Regions from separate parts of the Ovis aries genome. Here region 1 is linked to region 2. A link is a contact called in public Hi-C data. All regions are on one chromosome and are shown on one strand. The core of a region is the stretch at or near the end of the contact, and the rest is flanking DNA. Distances in the headings are between cores, read along the strand shown. Region 1 overlaps GSE1 (Gse1 coiled-coil protein). Region 2 overlaps GSE1 (Gse1 coiled-coil protein).

Region 1 (3,965 bases), core at 586-3,085, 260 kb before region 2:
GCCCGGCTCTTATCGCCGTACACACTCCGGGGGAAGTTGCCCCGGAGCCGTTGGCGGCCGCCCCCGCGAAACCCACGAACTTGGAGGAGAGGGGGGCGCGAGCGGAGACCGCCCCCCGCCCGGCTAGAAGCGCTCACCTTTCATGCCAGGGCCCCGCCGCTCCGCCTCGGCTGACACATGCTGGAGCCACCGTCGCCCAGTGTTTGTCTAAACTGCTTATCTCACCCGGGGCTGCTCGGCGGCGGCGGCGGCGGCGGCGGCGGCGGCGGCTCTGGCCCGCTGGGGAGGTGGAGCTTCCGGGGCCCCGGCCAAGAAACACCTGCTGCTGTCGCCGCCGCCGAGGACACACCCAAACGCAACGCCGCCCACTCTCGGGCCACTGGCTCGCTCCCGGCTCCCTGACCTCAGCCAGCGGGAGGTGTCGGGTTTCAGCCGCAAACACACGCGCTCGCGCGCGCGCGCACCGACCGGCGCCCGGGTACACCCGCGCGGGCACACGCCCCTCCCCAGACAGGCCGGCCAGGTGAGCCGAGGACACCAGCAGGTAGGGGAAGTGCCACCCTCAGGCTCCCGGGGACCCCGGGCTTCACTGCTCAGGGGTCCCACGTACACTGGGGTCTGAGACCAGCCACTGGATTCCAAAAGCAGGGAGCGGTCACTTTCAACACGCCCACCAGGCAAGCAGCGCCCCTGCGCCTCTCCCTACCGCTTTCCGGGTGCCGAGAGCAGCGTGTGCCACAAACCAGCAGACCCCCCGAGGAGTGAGCGGACAAACTCACGTGTGCTGGAGGCCTCCTGGAGTAAAACTTTTCCAGAGCCGGTGTCTGCTGGGGGGGAGGAGTGGAGCGGGAGGGGGCATGCAAAGTAGGCTGTGTGCCTCTCTCCTCCCTAGCCCCTCTTAACTCCCAATTTGAAAGAGCTGAATGTTAAGGACTCGGGCCTACGCACCTTCCCCCCAAATTCCAGGAGCTCCGCCTTCTCGTTCTAAGTAACTTTGGGGAAGGCCACAGTGCGGGGGGCAGCGGAGTAGTTCTTTTAAAGAACTCACGTCGCAGCGGCTGGAGAGTCCACGGAGGCGCCGCTCCGCCAGGGGGGTCATTAAGTAGCTGGGGTTGCGGTCAGAGGCGAGGCCGCCCGCCTCCAGAAACTGGCACGACCCACTGGGCCTCCGGCCCCAGAACAGCGCCTCCCCATTCCTGGCACCCCACCACCACCGCCACCACCACCTCACCCAGGCACTTGACAGACTGGAATGACTCAGGGAGCGTCCTGAAATTCCTGGGCACCCACAGGCGGCACGGCCAGAGCGGAGGGCCCCGGCCTCCCCACCCCCACCGGCGGCGGGCGCAGAGGACCAGCCTGGCGCCCCCCACCAGCCCTCCCCAGCCCCGCGTCTCCGGGAAGCGCCGGGTCAATGGCGGCCCGCCTCGCCCGACGCCCCTTGGCCCTGGCGCGCCCCGCGCTCTGACCCCGCGCGTCCCAAGCTCCCAGGGTTGCTCGGATGCACCGGGGTCTCTGCCTGTACATCCTCTTTTTGAAAATCCTCTCCATCTACAGCCTCCCTACTTTGCAGCCCCGGAGGCAAACCAGTACCCACCCCTCAGCACCCCGCCGTAGCGCCGCGCTGCGGGTTTCAACTTTCGGCCGCCGGTGCCAGCCCGCGCTTCTGCCAGCCCCAAACCTGCCCCGGGACATGCCCGCGCCGCGCTTGGCAGGCGCGCACGCAGCCGTCCCCGCGGCCCAGCCTCCCCCGCCTCCCTTCCTCCCTCTCCCGCCCTCCCTTCCCTCCCCGCGCCAGTCCGGATTGCGGCGGGAGGGAGCGCTGGGCGCCTGCCACCCCCCATCCATCTGTTCCCGATGACGCTGGCGGGCCTGGAGCAGTCGGAGCCCGCGCCAGCGGGGAGCAGGACTCGCCTGGGTGCCCGCCCGCCCGAGGGGCGAAGGGCAGGGCGCGGACAGTCGCCCCCGAGCCACCCACTCCCCTGCTCCGCCTTCCGCAGAGCGCACGCGGGTCGGCCCCTCGCCTTGCACAAGGCTCCTGGCCGACCACAAACGAAAAGGGAAACGGACCTGCGAGGCCGAGCCGGGGGCCGTTACTGGCTCCTACCTGTGGGGGCCCGCCGGCCGGCCCTGGCACCTCGTGGGAGGGGCGCTTCCCCTTCACCCTCCACCGCCTGGCTTCGGGCCGCGCCTCCCCCGTGTGGCCCTAGGCCTCCGCCGGACGCTTTCGTTTACGCACCACACGGTGTCTCCGCGGCGCGGCCTCCGGGAACTCACACTCAGCAGGGGACAGCAGACTCACCGCGGCCAGGGCGCGGAGGACGCGGTGCTTCCATCGCCGCCGGGAGTCTCGGGGAGGAGGAGGAGGGGGATGGGAGGAGTCAGGAGGGCCTAGGGCCTAGGGCCTGAAAAACCAAATTAAATAACCTCTGGGGGCGGGTCCCACACTTTCCCACCTGGACTACAGGCTGGGGTGGGGGGAGGGGAATAACGCATGAAAACAACGCGCACCTGGACCGAACTCTCCTCCCAGCCCCGTCCCCGGGTCTGGACGCTCGGGCCCACCCTCCAACTCTTTCACCAGGATACCGTGGTCCAGTTGTTTCCCTTCATCCTGGGGAGACCCTGATGGTGGTGGTAGCGAGGGGGAAGTCAAGTTCTTCCACACGTCTGAGGACCACCGTGGCAAAACACAGAATTTTGTGGGGTGGCCACGTGGGTTCATCGTTTGGCTACTTTATTCAGAGTTTGTAGATTCCCCCGCCTCCTCCCAGACATCTGGTTCCGCTGCACGGCGGGACGGGGAGACTGATCCCGGTTCCCAGATGAGGAAGTCGAGGCCGCAGTTGCTCAAGGTCACGTGCACACACTGGTGCAATGGGAGCTGTGCTGGGAGCCGCTCACACCTGCAGCCAGTCTCCCTTTCCCCGTACAGCCCGTCGAGGCCTCGGGGAGCTGCAGGGACCCCCCGCGGCCGCACGGGGGCAGCGGCGAGCTGGCTTGCCCGCCCCCGGCCAGAAAAATGCTGGCGGCCACCAGGCGGGCTGGCATGGTGGCGATGGGTGACACTCGTCGGTGCGCCCGGCCTCGGGTAATCTGTAATCCGGAGCATGGCCTCCGGGTTGAAGGGTGAGAATTGCTCTCCCGCAGCCGTGCGCTCCGCGCTAACGAGGTTGGTGGCTTGACTCCTCCACTTCCCGCCACTCCGGCTGGGGCTGGCAGCCCTCCATTTCTTCAGGGGCGTTTCTTCCCCTCCCGGCGGGGTCGGTTCCCACCCCGTAGCCGGTCTGGAGCCCTCCCTGGGCTCAGCCCTCCTCTCCTTCCTCCCCCAGATGCTTGGGAACCGAACAGAAAAAGAAGGTTGGGGTAAAAGGGCAACTTTTACCCAAGGCCAGGGTCAGTCCCATGGGGGGGGTGGCAAATGGGGACCCTTCCCAGAGTGGGGACACCCGCCCCAATGACCCAGCTCACCAGGATCCTGCTTCCTTGGTGCTAGGGGCAAGAGGATGCTGGTGAGTGCCCGCTCACACCCCAGACTGGGATGAAATTAACTGTGCCTCCTGGAGCAGGAAACAGAGCAGGAGGCTTTCTCCTGGCTGAGCACCTCTTCAGGAGGGTCCTGCAAAACCCAGCCTGTCTCCAGCAGCTTGTGTGCTCAGTCGCTGTCATCCTGTCCAGCTCTCTGAGGCCCAGTGGACTGGAGCCCGCCAGGCTCCTCTCTGTCCCTGGGATTCTCCAGGCAAGAATACTAGAGTGGGTTGCCATGCCGTTCTCCAGGGGATCTTGCTGATCCAGGGACTGAATCCGCGTCTCTTGCATCACCTGCGAATGAGCCACCAGGGAAGTCCCTCCAGCAGCCTGGAACCCGGGAAACCCACACGATGAAGCCCTCAGTGAAGTAAAAGCGCCTCCTTAAACTGACCCTGAGAGATACTGACGAGGGATCTGCCGGAAAGAGACCAATG
Region 2 (3,703 bases), core at 25-2,524:
ACATCTATCTTCTCAAGCAGACTGCAGGGGCACACAGGAGGTGCTGAGAGAACTGTGGGTAACTGGATGGTTCTGACCTGGCCGAGGTCTGAGCTGGACTTCCTGGGCCACCGAAGGCCAGCTCTGAGGCCCCTGGCCCACTTCCGTAGGTCCCCCGCCTCAGCTTCCTCCTCTGGATTAAGTGAGGCGATCTGTGTAAAGTGCTCCCACAGTGCATAAAGCAAGCACTTGGCTACAGCAGAAGGGTCTTTCCAGCTTCCCTGTAAGGTGCACACAACTGGCTGGTCGAGTCCTGCCAGCTGTGTGACCTTGGGCAAATAACGCACCGCACCCTCTCTGGTCCTCAGTTTCCTCATCTGCAAAGCAGGATGACCCAACCTAAGGCTTGAGCCCTCCTCCTCCGAGGCTCTGGCTGCCGGGCTAGCACGTGGCTAAATAATCTCCAGGCTCCCCACCCTCTGAGGCAGGAACACACCCACTGTTTGTATGGGGACCCTGGGTGCTGGCTTTGCCCACAGCCCTGCGAGAGCTGAGACTGGGCCTGTGTGTGGCCTGGTACCCACATGAGCAGAAACACACCAGGTCAGAGGGCAGCATGCAGGCCTGCAGCTCAGCCATCTGCCTCTTCCCTTCCTGGGCCAAGGGCGCCATCTGCTGGGGGCATGGGGCTTGGCACCCTGGTGTGCCTCTGCTGGGCTCCCCTGGGCCCAGGCTGGTAGGGTCATGACCTTAACATAGCCACGCTGGGCCCCTACAGTCTCTGCACCCCAACTGCTCTCCACCCCAGGACAGACCCTCAGCATTGGGCCTTGACGCCCACAGACCTGGGGGTGGAATCCTGGGTGCTGGCTCCAGAACCTTCTCTCCTTTTGTTGGCGTGGTTCAAATTCAGTAGCTCTTTATGAGGCTAGAGGGGCAGCTGAGACCCACACCAAGGCCCAAGTGTGTGAGATGCAGGCCCCTCCATCAAGACGCTCCTGCTGGTCTGAGGGCCCAGGCCCCTCCCCAGGCCCCTGGGCCCCAGTTTCCTCTCTGTCCCCCTGAGCCCGCAGGGCTTTCATGTCCCATGCTGAGGGCTGGGGCTCTGGCTGTTCTAGCAAGAACTGCCCAACCTCCTCCCAACTCCTGGGTCTCTGGCTCTGGAACCCTCCTGTGCCCGTGGGGGTCAAGAGGGCACCTCAGGTCCCCCCGCCACCATGCCATGCCGTGCTCTGCAGGCAGCCCCAGTAGAGCCCCACGTGGACTCTCAGTCCTGACAACCTTCCAGCCCTGGACACGGGCTGCCGGAGAACTATAATTAGGGACACTTTGATCCTCAAGCCTGCTGACAGATAAACCACAGAATATGCCTCGTCTTCCCCACGAACTACAGAAGCAGGGCTGGTCCCCCAGGGAGCCCACAGGGCTTGGCTTCCTGCACTGAGGAGCTGGCGGGTGACCCGCTCCAGGGGGCAGGAGCCAGGGACTCCATCAGCTCAGACCCTGACTCTGGGTTCTGCCCCTCCTGCTAGGAAGAAGGGAAAGGGTACTCGGGCCCCATCACCACTGCAGAGACCAAGCCGCCCATCCCCCTGCTCGCAGAGCATTCCGAAATGCCCCAGAGAGCAGAGCACACAGCCGCTGAGACCCATTCCGAGCCATCACTGACGGGTGTCCCCCAAAACACCCCGACCCCTCCCCTCCTTCTGTCATGGTGGCGAAACACACACACGATACCCTTGAACATGTTAGCCACTTTTAGAACAGACAACTCAGTGGCATTTCACACCATCACTCCAGTGTGCAGCCATGGCCTCTGCCTGAAGCCAGGACATTCTCATCGCCCCACACAGAGACGCTGTGCCCACTGGCAGTCACTCCCCTGGCACCAGCTCCTCCGCTTTCTCCCCGCCTCCAGGGGCAAGCTAGCTCCGCACACTTCACACCCGTGGAGTCATCCACACGCAGCCTTCTGGCCTCCCTCACTCTGCAGGCTGTCGCCAAGGCTCACCACATCACAGCCTTTGTCTGGGCTTCATTCCTCTTTATGGCTGAGGAATACTCCACTGTGTGGATGGACCCTGTTTGTTTTTTTTAAACCATCTGTTGATAGACTTTTTGACCATCTCTACCTTTCAGCTGTTGTGAATCACGCTACAGGGAATACACCTGTATAAGCTCCTTTAAGGCATTTCAAGGTTGGGCGCAGGGAGGTGGAACTAAAAGCAGAGAAGTCCACCCTCCTCAAGTAGACGTTTCGCTGAGCTTTCATGGCCCCGTCTCCCCTTCCAACCCTCACCCCCCGGGGCAGTGGGGGACGTTCACCCCACGAGGGAGATGAGGATGATGGGGCCTGAAGAGGCTGCTCCTGGGGTCCCCTGGCTTCGGGGAGCAGGCCTATGAGGCCCCAGGGCTGGCACCACCTGCCTCCAGGCTGTCATCGTGTCATCTCCCAGCCAGCCCTGGCTTCCGTTCCTGCCTGAGAAGACGCGGGGCGCTTGGCACAGGCAGCCCTGCAGGCTTCTCTTCCGCTCTGCCTGTCCCTACATCAGGCCCCCGAGTGTGGCCACAGGGCCTTACCTCCTCGGTGCCCAGCTTGCCGGCTGCAGTGTGAGGCCAGCGGGTGGCCTCTCAGAGGGGCCGGGAGTGCCGACCCATCGGGCAGCTGCTCTGAGGGGTGAAGGAATGCTGAACGGTGCACGTGGGAAAATCGCACCAAACCCGAACAGTTTTCCAGGAGAATAGAAACTGCCAAAATTCATCCGAGAGGCAGCAGCAGAAACATGAACAGACCTCAAACCCGGGGAGAAACAGCAAAAGTTGTCAAAGGATTAACTCCAAGGATGGTGAAGGCCAGACATGCTGCCTTGGAGCATGGAAAGATGGATCATTCTCGAGCGGGAAGCTGGTGGGGACACAGCGCTGCTCCCGGATGGACGTGCGGCTGAGGGTGCGGGAGGAGCCGCCACGTCAGAACCCAGACCCGTGTGGGAGAGAAGGGCGGGGGCCCGCCTGCCCCGCAGCTCCCGGAGCAGACGGTGGTGACGACAGGAGCACAGGATGTGCCTGGGGACCCCAGGGCACCCGGCACCCGCAGGGCCGACACGCCTGTGACCCCCCGGGGTGGTCCCCCACCTGTGGTGGGTGCAGGGTGCCCTCCACAGAGGGAAGCGCTGAGGCAGGAGGGTGCTTGGAAGGAGCATCCATAAGAGAAAGTGCCCTGCAGACCCCGGCCTGGCCCCAAGGCCCCTGCAGGTTCCGCCAGGCGCCCCGACCCCAGCCCTGGGGCCTCCAGCGGCTCCCCCAGAACCAGGCACATCTCAGCCAGAATGCGACCCAGAGGCTGCCCCCTTCCCTCCCCTCCCCAGGCTGAGCTGCTGTCCTCGCTCAGCACCCAGGATGGTAGGGAAGGGGAGCGTAGGGCCAGAAGGCTCCTGCAGGCCTGTGACCCCAGAGACACCTCAGCCCCTCTGGCCTGGTTCAAGGGTCCCAGCGGTCCCGACTGCCTCTTGGGACGGGGCAACATCTTGACGCTGTTCATAACAGGCGAGCCAGTCTGTAAATCTTAAAGGCTCGGCATGGCTGCCCTCCCTGACCTGGAGGGGCTTCTCAGGCTTTGGGGTGCCTCTCCAACGCACCCCTCAGAGACTGCTGACACCAATAACCCCAGGTCGCCACCGCCGCCAGGCCTTGTGTCCCTGAGATGCTCTGAACCTCACACAGC

Evidence for each region. A called contact is a pair of places that touch in the nucleus more often than the background predicts.
Region 1: a Hi-C map of muscle shows a contact between it and region 2, with 4 times the contacts expected there. The contact joins two enhancer-like sites. A contact is called at or near these places in 6 of 16 Hi-C or Micro-C datasets (blood, hypothalamus, liver and 2 more).

What each region holds. Positions count from the first base shown.
Region 1 is chr14:11,142,196-11,146,160 of ARS-UI_Ramb_v3.0, reverse strand. The region is part of intron 2 of GSE1 (Gse1 coiled-coil protein); the gene reads right to left. Among named protein-coding and RNA genes, the nearest start is that of GINS2, 86 kb to the left of the region's middle. Within about 2 kb of position 1,835, at least 15 of the 54 cell types and tissues checked have an H3K27ac peak or open chromatin away from gene starts, as enhancers often do. A contact at or near this core is called in muscle, where this site is marked.
Region 2 is chr14:10,882,127-10,885,829 of ARS-UI_Ramb_v3.0, reverse strand. The region is part of intron 1 of GSE1 (Gse1 coiled-coil protein); the gene reads right to left. Among named protein-coding and RNA genes, the nearest start is that of GSE1, 84 kb to the right of the region's middle. Within about 2 kb of position 1,274, at least 3 of the 54 cell types and tissues checked have an H3K27ac peak or open chromatin away from gene starts, as enhancers often do. A contact at or near this core is called in muscle, where this site is marked.